Linked DNA regions of Mus musculus: region 1 is linked to region 2. A link is a contact called in public HiChIP or PLAC-seq data. All regions are on one chromosome and are shown on one strand. Each heading gives the region's core, a stretch centred on a gene start, on an enhancer-like site or on the middle of the called end of the contact. The rest is flanking DNA. Distances are from core to core; before and after follow the strand shown. Region 1 overlaps Slc25a24 (solute carrier family 25 (mitochondrial carrier, phosphate carrier), member 24). Region 2 overlaps Fndc7 (fibronectin type III domain containing 7).

Region 1 (5,969 bases), core at 3,288-5,787, 310 kb before region 2:
ACAGGGGAGAACACTTATAGATAGAACTCAGACTAACCTGCTCTGAGACATGGGTAACTCATTGGAAGACAGGGATGTCTAGAAAATGCCATGAGTCTGTGACAGGCTTGGTTTGAAGGGTATCTCAGAATGCCTCAAAACCCTTCAATAGTTCCATTCCAACTCCACCCTCATGAATGACAAAATAACACTACTTGTTTGTTATTGTCTTCATGGGTGTCAACACAAAACAGGATAAGGCCAAACTTAGAAGAAGTGAATGAAAAACTTTTTCCCAATATGGCAAACTTTGTGTGAGGAAAAAAGAACTGAGTGAGGGTAGACCCAAAGCAATCAGCAGGAACAGCTATAGCCCCGTGAAAATCTACAAGTGAGAGTCTCTGTGATTTGTAGGGAAAGGTGTAGATTTTAATGTCTCTAAATTAATTCTCTTTAAAATTTTACCTTCTTCCTAGAGATGGAGAGACTACCCAGGGAACAGGCAGACAGGGGGACCCGAAGAGTAGGGACCTATTCTGTCTGCAATGGAAACATGTTTATCAGAAACAGGCCTTTACCCACCATTTCCCATTACAACCCCAGTGTAAAGACATTTAGATCTTGTTTAAGGAACATCTGTAGAACCAGGAAGTAGAAAAGGAGAACTGTATAGCTAATCGCCTTCCTGAAGCCTTCCCTCATCTTCCATGACTACCTGCCTCTGGGCTCACTTCCCACCAGCCATCAGCATTGGCCTGGCCTCCTTCATGTCCCTTCTTCTTATGGCCACTACCCCTGCCTCTTTGCTCTTTCCAATATTAGTAAGGCTTGTGTCCATTCATCTCCACACTCTTGTTTCATTTTTATGAATCAGATTCTATAATTTGTATCAGAAAACTTTACTCAATTACTCACAAGTAAACTTACTGGTGTTCTGTTTCCCATAATTTTAAGGTAAAAAAAACACCCCTCCCTTCCAAGATGTGCCATGCTAATCTTGCAACCTTGTAATTTTCTTGGTCCTGGAAACCCCTTGGGCTATAATCCTTGCTCTTAAGGTCAGGCGTTGAGTACCATGTGAAACAGTGCCTTGTACCCAAATGCACAGTACCCATAGCAGCTCAGGAAAGGCAAAAGGTTGAGAAAGACTCTCGGGAACCAGTCTGTAAAGTATATTGTTTCAAACCCGCGTTGGTGTTATAAATGCATGACACCAAAAAAGAAAAAAATGTATTATTTATAAATTCTTTTCAAAATGAGTGTCCTAATTAGTTCTGTCAACTGTCAAAGCAAAGAGTCTCAACTGAGGTATTGCCTGTGGGCATGTCTCTGGTAGTCCCTGTGGGCATGTCTGTGGGCAGCTGTCTTCACTACCATTTGCAAATGGAAAGAGCCCACATGGTTCCTGTTTCTTCCTGCTCTGACTTCTCTCAGTGACAGACGGTATCCCATAAGGTGAAATAGCCCTTTCCTCCCTAAGTTGATTTGCTTGAGAGTGTTTTGTCACAGCAACAGAGAGGAGCTAGGACAATTAGAAAACAAGCCATTTTAAAAACAGACAAATATATTTAATACAAATGAGCAGTGACTATGTAGCAATATCAGAATAAGCTGTGTTCAATAGGAGGGTTTTTTCCCCAAAAAAGATACAAGATGTACAGATAAATCAGTCATACCTTACACATGTTCACTGGGAGACGATTCAATTTCATAATGAAGTATGGCCATTTTCATAGTTTTTATCAACTTAAAATTCCAAAGACATTAACAGTAATATGCATTTCCATAATTGTTACACATTTTAAAAAAGGTGTGAATCATGTACCTTAATATTGTCATTCTAGGTATTACTCCAAAATACAATAACCCCGAAGATGAAGCAGAGTCCCCTCCTTTCTTTATATAGTACAAAAATACCAAGACAATGCAGGCATCCGTAGTACAAACCAAGCTGTGTTTTAGAATAAGTTTCATAAACACAGGCCATCTTTCTCTTTGGTTCAAAAAAAAAAAGAGGTAGGTAGGTTTAAAGGTAAAGATTTTCACTAGACTTTTCAGAAAGCAACTATATAGAAATTACCAGAAACCAAATGAGTATATGGACTAAATCTTAAAACATTAAAACTATCTTTTTTGTTTGGTTGGGGTTGTTTTGTTTTGGAGACAGGGTTTCTCTGTGTGCCCCTAGCTGCCCTGGAACTCTCTCTGTAGACCAGGCTGGCCTCAAACTCAGAGATATGCCCACCTCTGCCTCCTGAGTGCTAGAACTAAAGGCATGTGCCAATATTGCCAGGCTAAGACTATCAAACATCTTCTTATAGAAAAAATAATATTTTTCTAAGTTTTAAAATAAATCATAAAAGACTACAAAATCAGCTTTAGTTTAAAAAAAGGAAATGCTCTTGATATTACAAATTTTCTGTCATCTTCCTAAATCTTGAGGCAAGTGAATATGTAGATGAATATTATGCAGATTGAGCCTTTCATTAAAACAGGTAGATGAATATATACTACTATTGAAGTGTGCTGGTGCCTTAGCTTTGTGCCGCTCCATTTGAGAAGCACAGGTTCAAAGACCTCAACAGTAAGAGGGAAACAAGGGTTTATTTACCTGAACTTGACACTCAAGTAGGAGAAGGGCAGTTTCAGATTACTGTGAAGGTCCCAAGGAGCCTTCCTGATTAAGAGAATTTGATTAAATGAGTAAAAAAAATGAACAAAACCAAGATGCTCACTGGGAAATGGTACAAGTCACAGTTTTGTTCATTGATGCTTTTCAAAGTGATGACCGAATAAATATGATCTTCCAAATGACCTGTCCCCTGTCAATAATGTAACAACAATGTCAATCAAGGTCTAAAACTAGGGCCAAACAGCAGGGCAAGTAGAAAGAAGCATGCCCACTGAAATAAGCATTACCTCACGGCTCCTGTCCGCTGAATGTGCCTTCTATAATTCATTCCTATTCTGCTTACAGATGAGGAGATAAACTGTGCAAAGTAGACTTTGAATATAGTGATTTTTCTACTAATGTCTCTGTTGGGAACTTTTACATCTACAAAGACATCTAAAATATATTAAACAATTTAAGTCCTGAGGCTTTCTGATCATTTTTGATTTTTTTAAAGTTTGGGTGAAAAAGAAAAATTGACATGAGCTTGAACCAATCAGAACAAAGGTTAGTGATTTATAATCCTACCACACAAAATGATTTCATCTCAAGCCAGTACATTTTCAGATTTAGGGTGCAGGGCAGAGATCTCTATCAGCAAAAATACAGTACAATTTTGTGGTTTCTTCACTTACTGGAACTACGATTCAGAGCATCGCTGAAGGTATAAAACTGAACCCAAAGGCTTGTAGTGATCACGGCTACACTCTTCCCTTTGGCGAGGCAAACAGCTTCCTTTGTGATAGACTTGATGCAACCCCAGAAGTCACTGGAGAGCACTGACAGTCTCGGTCACCACAGAAAAGCAAAGGCTTGGACTGGTCACTTCTGAGCTACTCCCAGGGTCTGCTTCATATTTTCATACACCACATAGCTGATGCCCACGGCCGGGAGCACTTTCATGAAGTTTGGGGTGATGCCTCTGTAAAGTCCTGACACTCCTTCTTTGGAGACGATTCGCTGAAAAAGGCCAACCATGCTCAGCTGCGGGGCTCCTTCTACCGTGGCTAGCAAACAGATAAGCAGACAAACAAAAATAGATAAACAAAAATGGGGAGAACCAGGCTAATCCAATATTTAAGCACGTCGAATTATTGTCACAACAGACCTTTGAGGATTCACAATGGGGTCTAAACGCAAAGAATCGATAAAAACCAGTTCCAAAAGCAACTCTCTTTGCCACCCGCCAGCGTGTTACAGTGACAGGCGCAGCAGCTCATTAGGAATGAGGCGTGTGCTAGATACTAGGTTAATGACTCCCCGTGCCAGTCCTCCAGGACAAATACATCCACAGGAACTGGAAACTTGGAAAGACAAGGAACGTCTCCTGAATCCTTAGTTAGCAAAACCAAGAACCCGTGGTTGGTGACACTGAAGCCCAACACTCTACCACCCCCAAGCACTGACGAGAATGGTTAAATTCTGGATAGTAAGGAAAGGGGAGATTTGGAGATGTTTAGGAAGAGTACAGAGCCCTGGGTGTTGTAATTATCTCAATGTGGGGGAGAGAAAAGAGTGAAGAACGGAGGAGAAGAAAAATGAAGGGGGCAGTGAGAGGAGGGGGCAGCCCTGAAACTGTTGGTACAACAAAAGACAAAGGCTGCAGCAGGCATGGGGGAGAGGACATGGCAATTGCTGGATGTGATTATTAACCACAGGCTATCACGAAGCTGGAGATGCCCACGTGTTGGGTTATTTGCCTATGTCCTATAAGTTGAAGCATTTTCCATGGGATAGAGAGGTCCCTAAGACTAAGTCAACAAACTGTACCAAGCTCAGATACCTTCTGAAACTAGATGATTCACAAGGCCACTCCCCGAGCCCTGGGGTTACATGAGCAGTTATAACTATTGTGGGCAGGAAGCTCCAGCCCAAGTCTCTTGCAGGTTATGCAGGGAGCTCCGATGATTCAGCTTCTGTGGCTGGTGGCTTGTGCAGATTGCAGGCTGAGGGGTAATGAGCTGCTGGTGATGCAGCTGTCTTTGAGCTATTCAAGCTCCTGTAAGGAGCTATCTATCACCCAAGCTCCAATAAGAACCCCACCAAACTCACCGAAGCACTACGCTAGACGTGGGTAGACCTGTTTCTTTGGTCTGTCCTTGCCATATCTGGGTGAACAGACAGATGTCTGGAAATGTCACACAGCAGCATAGTGGGGGTCAGAAAACAGAGGTGGAGCTAAAACTGAAGCATGATATGATGGATAAAGACTTCGAAACCCCCTCTGAGAACTATGGGATTTATTCTGAAAACTCTGAAGAGTTATTTTTAAAAAATGGTTTTAGAGACACAATATTTGGGCCTTGATGAAAAATTGGCAGATCTTGGCAGCCATGCTAGGCCAGGACTGGAGCTGATGGGAGGGGGAAGCTCACTGGGCATCTGCTTAAATCCCTGAGTGGGTCTGAACTCCAGCTTGACTCCAGCTCAAATTCATAACCTTGTGGACATTCCTTAACTGTTCTTGCCTGTTAGTCATTTGCCAAATATGGATGATAGTAGCATCAAGCTCCAAAAGTGGTCACCCTAGCTAACTGAGAGACTGCACACATTTAGTTTGCTAGTTTGCATTCCTCTCTGCAGCCATGATTGGCTCTCAGATCCTCAAATACACCACTGCGGGCCTGTGCCCAGCTAGCTCCTGCACTGCAGCCTGAGGCATCCACTGGGATTAGGCTAGAACTGGTGCCATGAGGAGTTTTAAAGGGCCATGTTCTGGTCGCACCCATGGCTTTTCCACTCCACAGTGACCGATTCACACCTGACTTGCTGCATTTTCTAACCCTAGCATCCATTCCATAGCATGTCTTGAAAAGAGTTTTTCTGAGTGAGTGACTGGTTGAAAGAGGGATGGCTGCATTGGGAAGAAGGGTGGGGTGGGGCCCAGGTGCCCAGCCAGTGTGCTTTCATAAGAGAAGTTATAGTAGATGAATATGACCAGGGGAAAAAGAAGAGCGGAAAAGAAAGACAAAGAGTTCATGTTTCCATGGGGCAGTCAGCCAGAAACAGCAGGAAGACAGCAGTCAGGAAGTGGCAGGAGGGTAGGGGTATCACAGCCTGGGAGCCAGCAGAGAGACTGTCACAGAGGGGAGGACTCCGTGCCAAGCCTGGGGTCTGAACAGCACTGACAAGCAGTCAGGCCACCACTCACTTCAAGAGTTTAGCAAATGCCAAATTCTTTTTTTTTTAATCTTGTTTTTTATTTTATGTATATGAATATTTTTTCTTATAGGTATGCATGTGTGTACCCCATGTGTACAGTGCTCTCAGAGTCCAGAAGGAGTCAGATTCCTTGGAACTGAAGATATAGATGATTGTG
Region 2 (5,958 bases), core at 968-3,467:
GGTACTCATTCTGTAGACCAGGCTAGCCTCAAACTCACAGAGATCTGCCTGACCCTCTTTCCTGAGTGCTGAGATTAAAGACATGTGCTACCATACCACCGTGAACTTGCTGATCTTGTCTGAAATGACCTTCTAAGAGACAATATTGGATTTAAATCCTGCTGCTCTTATTTGCCAGTAGTTGAACTATTCAAATTCCTAAGCCTAGTTTTCCTCATTTGAAAACTGAAGTAATAGTCACTTCATAAAACATAATGACATTAAATGAAATGTAATTAATTGGACACAGTGAGAATTCAGGGTCAATTTCATCTCATAACTCCCTAATATGTTCTAGATATTAACACTTTAACCTTAGCCCTCATAATACTTGAACACATTAGTTTTTAAGTATGGACCCAACAATACTCACATTATCTGGTAACCTTTTAGAAATGTCGCCTCTAGGGTTTGGCCAAAGACCTAGTAACTGAGAGATTCTGGAGCCTGGCAACTCTGTGGGTTTGGCTTGGGTGTTTTGTTTTGTTTTTCAAGACGGGGTTCCTTTGTGTAGCCTTGGCTGTCCAGGAACTAGCAACTAGCTCTGTAGTTCAGGCTGGCCTCAAACTCACAGAGATCTGTCTACCTCCACCTCCTGGATTAAAGAGCTGGGATTAAAGGTTGTTACACTACAGTGCCCGTAAAATGGGGCTGGGGAGGGGTTGATTGTCTCTAAGGTTGTGCTATTCAAAGCCTATTCAGACCTCTCACCTCATTAGCACATAAAGCCTCTGTCCCCTGCCAGGTGCGCCACCACCTGGCCAGCAACTCTGTTTTAACAAGCAGCCTTAGGTTAGAGGATCCGGGCTCTAACTTGGGAGAGAGCTTTTGTTGCTGGAAACCTGATGCCTGGCTAGAGGAGAAAGTGACAGGTGTGGGGTCTGTGTGCCCTGTGTGGTATCCTTCTCCTTTGGTACCCAGCCAGCTTCAGTGTCACCTGCTCATCCTGTGGAGCTTTGGAGACTTTCTTCCCCACGACATCTTTAGCAGTTGAAGGTTCATGTTCACCTTGTGCAAATGTCTGAATGAATGAAATAGTGGAGGTTTTTTTTTTTGGGGGGGGGAGTGGAGGGCACAGCAAGTTGGCCTGAGGGTAAAAGAAATATCCCTCATCCAATCAGTACTGTGAGCCCAGGGATATTTAGAGGATTCACTTCGTGAAGCAGGGGTTTAGTCACGCTGGTTTGTCAGAAACTTCTGGTCGCTTTGAACAGTTTGGTAGCTCACGCTCCTCTTTGCTTGCTGTGAAGTGCTATAAAAAAACAGCTTTCTGAATATTGACAGTAACAAATTTTCAGCACTTAAGCAATGTCTGAGTTTGTGACACAGCCTCTGTGTCCTCTTCCCTGTCCCTTTCTTCCCTGTCCCTTTAGTGATTTACAGAGGGAAGAGGAACGATACAGCGAGCCCCAGGTAAATACAGATACTCCACAAGGTGAGCAGAGAGCATTAATTCTTTCTGATTCCACAGCAAGATTTTGTCCTCTGTTTTGAAAATTCTCCTCACTTCCCTTCCAGGGTCCCTGTGTTGTTAGTGAGCAGCCATGGAAACTCGCTATTAGAACACAATGTACCGTAGGATAGGCAAAGCTCCTTTGCGCTTTAAAGGAGGAACTCAGACTGTTTGGAGAGGACAAGGTCAAGTGTGTCGTTGGCTGCAAAGAAGTTCAAGATGAGCTGTGGAGAGGAGGGGACTCCACAGAGGAAAGGCCCAGAAAGTCCCCTGGAAGGTTGCCAGACTGAGTCAGCACACTGTCACAGCCTGGATGCATAAAAGCCACGCTTAGCAGAAACTTGTTTGGGGGCTTCATATCCAGACACACCACAGAATGTCGCCTATCCCAAAGCCACGTAGCCCAGGCTGGCCTTGAAGTCTCAGTCCTTCTGCCTCAACCTCCCAACGTGTCGGGTTACGGGCATCCACCATTATGCTCCATCACAAACTTTAATACTTCCTGGCCAGGGGTCTCTCAAAAGCTTCCCTACAGCATCCTCTCCGCAGAAGTATGGAATTGCACACCCTCAGTCAAGCCATCCTCCAGAGGACAGCATTCGCCCCCAAGACAGGCCTTTGTTGAGGCCTTTAAGCTTGAGTCTAGAGCAGCTGCTGCTAGGGCAACTGTGTGGTAACAAACGCCTTCGGCCCAGGTTCCCGGGGAAGCTGAGCTGCCTGCAGACTTCACTGAGTCAGAGAGCGCCATGTGAGCAGACATCTGCCAGAGCCTTTGGGAAAGCAGAAGCGTAGGTCTGTGGCTGGAAAGACTGTCATCACGCTCTCGGAGTGAGCAAAGACGTCAGGCGGAGCAGCAGCCAAGGGCAAAGAGTCTCAGACTGTGACAGGCTGACATGCACACACAGCCTTTCAGGGTTCATGGATCTCGCAGTCTGTTCTCTATGCTCTGCGCACATTGTAATGGCTTCCTTCCGCGATCCGAGAGAAGAAAACGGTGGATATATAACATCAATCTGTTGTACCTAGAACAAATGTTTGTCTGTCTGATGCCAGAAAAGTAATTTTAAAATAGCATGAGTATGATTTGTGTCACGAGTTCTCAAAGGCATGGCTGTAGTGTGTGAAAGGGTGGCTCAGTGGTTAAGAGAACAGGCTGTTCTTGCAGAAGACTCGAGTTCCATTCCGAGCCCTCTCATGGCAGCTTATAAACATCTGTAACACTGGTTTGGGGTGAGGGTGGTGGCGGTGGGGGTGGGCCATACCCTCTGTCTTCTGGCCTCTGAGAGCATCAGGCACCAAATGGTGCACACGCAGGAAACTTAGACACGAGGCCAGCAAGGAAGAGAGCGCAAACTTCCTCTCCTGCATCTTCTTTCCATGTATGAGGGCACATGCCGGTAATCTCAACCCTCAGGAGTCTGAGGCAGGAGGATCATGAATTCAAGGCCAGCTTGGCACACATCCTGAAATGTCTCAACAAACAAATCAGGGATGCAAAAACGTTTCGCTGACAAAGAGATTTTATTACTATCAAGTATCCACTTTTAAAAAATTTATGTTTTATTTTACATAGATGAATGTGCTGCCAGAATGTATGTCTGTGCACCACATGGGTGCCTGTGGAGACCGGAAGAGGACATGAAATCCCTTGGGATGGGAGTTACAGGTGGTTATGAGCCGCCTTATAGGCACTGGGAACTGAGCTCAGGGTCTCTGCAAGAGCAGCAGGTGCTCTTAATCAATGAGCCATCTCTCCAGCCCCTGTTTATTTTTTATGGTTTCATACACATATACTTTGCATTCTGAACACTCACCCCTCCACACACACACACACATCTCTACTACCTCTGCCCGATCCCCCCCACCCTCCACCAATCTCGCTTGTGTTCCTGGATGTTTCGTTTAGTGTCCCAGAAAGATTTGCCAGGACCATCTGTGGGGTGTGATGGGCTCAGCAGAGGACACCCAAGTAAAGACCACATCCCTCCTCTCAGAGGATCGACTGATAGCCCATGCTTCAGAGGTAAAGGGTGGGGTCTCATAAGCCCCTGGATAAAGAGATCTTTCCCAGAGACAAGCCAGTTCTAAAAGTGGAGTTAAATGTCTCAAGTACACAAATGGAAGGGGGTTGAGTTTTGTTCACTTAAAAAAATTTTTTTTTGTTTTGTTTTTGCCAGTCAGAATAGTGCACACCTTTAATGCTAGCACTCAGGAGGCAAAGATAGGTGGATGTCTGAGTTTAAGGCTAGCCTGGTCTACCTAGGGAACTCCAGGCCCGAAAAAGCTAGCTAGTGAGACCCTGTCTCAAAAAAAAAAAATGTTTTTAGCTGGGTACAGAGATGTATACCTTTAATCCCAGCTCTTAGGAGGCAGAGTCAGGTGGATCTCCATGAGTTCGAGGCCAGCCTGGACTAGACAGTGAGTTACAGGACAGCCAGGGTTATAGAGAGACCTGTCTCAAAAACAAACAACAACCAATCTAGCCAGTAGTGCCGCAGACCTTTGATCCCAGCAATCAGGAGGCAGAGGCAGGCAGATCTCTGAAATCGAGGCTAGTCTAGTCTACAAAGCAAATTCTAGGACAAACAGGGCTATATAAAGAAACCTTGTCTTAAAAAAAATAAAATAAAATAAAAATAGAACAGAACAAAACAAAACAAAAAAATGTTTTTCATGTATTTAATTAATTTTTGTCAATGAACAACATAAGCCTCATTATGAAGAGCTCATATGTACATTATTACACTGACCTCATGTTCAGCCCTATTATCTTCCTTAGTCCCACTCCACAGCTCTCTTCTGGTTTCTGAATACCACAGAGGGAACAACTGTTACTCACATAGATTCCCAGCTGTCATTCTAGAGACATATATTAATTAGATATTTGGATCAGGCCTGGAAATGGCAGTTAGGGTGGTTGTTTTTTCATGATCACCAAAGGATTCTGACATGCAGAAGTTTGGAACTGCCTTGGTGGATTATTTTCTTGAAGTAAGATTTCAGTGATGAGAAGCTGAGATGATGGAGGCCCGTGGCCTGTGAAGAAAGCCTCATGAGCCCCACAGTGCTCTCGGGAGTTCCTTGTTTTGCTGGGGAAAGCCTAGTGGAAGAGACATGAAACCATATTCTGGGCTCACATCTGGGGTTGTGTCCATGTGAGACTGTGTGCTATATCAGCTGACAGTAAGGTACCTTCAGAATGGTACCTCAGAATTAGGGCTGACTAGAAGAAACAAGCAGCTTAGACCAAATGGAAGGCCAGCATCTCTGTTCTCAGAGATCTGTGCAAGAAAATGGCCATATCCACTTAGCTATGTGTCTAAGGCTAAGCTGCACTAGATAGATTTCCACAAAAGCCATGTGGTCCACCTTGGATGAGGACAAAATTAATGTATACTTACTGCATTTACTTAATATGTGTAATATTAAGCACAGGGCACACACTGCTAACAGCTTTCTTCATACTCATTTTGTAAGGGCCCATGATTTGGCGAAAAAATTACACCCCAGACTCAAATAGTATGTAAATGCAAAGAACGTTTTATTCTGCAGAAGTTCAGCATGCTGAGGTCTCCAAGATAGAGAGACAACCAAGTGAGCTTGCAGGCATGATTCAAAGCACATTAGGGGATTTTGGAGTAGGTGACTGTCGGTCTGTGTACCAGAGATCTCTGGGCTGGCCTGGTGGGAGGGTTCAAGCAAAGGGGAAAGGGCACAAGTTGGGAGCCGCAAGTGCTTCTGCCAACCCCCCTCCACACCCCACACCCCCCCCCTGCTGTTGCTGCTGCTGCTGCCCCAGCAGCAGCTGTTGCTCCAAAGCATTGCAGTGTTTGTGCTGAGCCAAGCAAAGCCAAGCTGAGTTGGCAGAGGGCTGGCCAGTGAGAGAGCTGAGTGCAGGGGAGCTTCTGCTGGCGAAAGCTTCCAGGAGAGCGTTCTCTTCCCAGGCAGTGTTACAGCTCTTGTGACAGATGCTCTCAGATGATGGAGTCATTCTCACACACCTTTATTCCTTCTGCATAGGATCTTATGTGCAGTTCTGGGGTGGGGTGGGTCTGACAGCAAGTGCTTCCTATTGGCTTGGCCAGAGATGCCTCATCTACATGAAGAAGGGCTTAGGGGTGCTGCCCCATGGGGTTGATGGCCACGATTCTCTGTATGGGGAGCTGTGACTACATGACAGGGGCCTGGTGCCCTTCAGGGTCCCCTGGGGCTTCAAGCCTTAGCTCAGCCTTGCCAGGCTTCCTCTCACACCTGCCCTAATTCCAGGGCCCCCAGTTGAAGCTCTCTTGTCTGCTTAACTATGCTATGCCAGTGCTGCGCTTCCTCTCTGGCCAGGGTTGTGTTTTTGCCTTCATTCCAATGTGTCATGTTCAAGGAATCAATGCAAACACTCTTCTTAACCTGTGTAGGAGAGCCAACTAGAGGAGACCTGAAGGAACAGCTCAGGGAGATTATGAATCCTACAA

The links. HiChIP or PLAC-seq counts read pairs in DNA pulled down with a chosen protein or histone mark.
Region 1: an HNF4G HiChIP or PLAC-seq map of pancreatic cancer cells shows a contact between it and region 2. The contact joins two enhancer-like sites. A contact is called at or near these places in 1 of 39 promoter capture datasets (the 3T3-L1 cell line) and 1 of 115 datasets of contacts at active chromatin or transcription factors (pancreatic cancer cells).

The regions. Positions count from the first base shown.
Region 1 is chr3:109,164,014-109,169,982 of GRCm38.p6, reverse strand. It overlaps Slc25a24 (solute carrier family 25 (mitochondrial carrier, phosphate carrier), member 24), which reads right to left. Exons shown (of 10, transcript NM_172685.3): 10 at 1,574-3,657. The coding sequence ends at 3,473. Among named protein-coding and RNA genes, the nearest start is that of Slc25a24, 44 kb to the right of the region's middle. Within about 2 kb of position 4,537, at least 97 of the 459 cell types and tissues checked have an H3K27ac peak or open chromatin away from gene starts, as enhancers often do. A contact at or near this core is called in pancreatic cancer cells, where this site is marked.
Region 2 is chr3:108,851,865-108,857,822 of GRCm38.p6, reverse strand. Fndc7 (fibronectin type III domain containing 7) reads left to right here. Exons shown (of 13, transcript NM_177091.5): 12 at 1,413-1,474; 13 at 1,558-4,145. The coding sequence ends at 1,456. Among named protein-coding and RNA genes, the nearest start is that of Stxbp3, 14 kb to the right of the region's middle. Within about 2 kb of position 2,217, at least 191 of the 459 cell types and tissues checked have an H3K27ac peak or open chromatin away from gene starts, as enhancers often do. A contact at or near this core is called in pancreatic cancer cells, where this site is marked.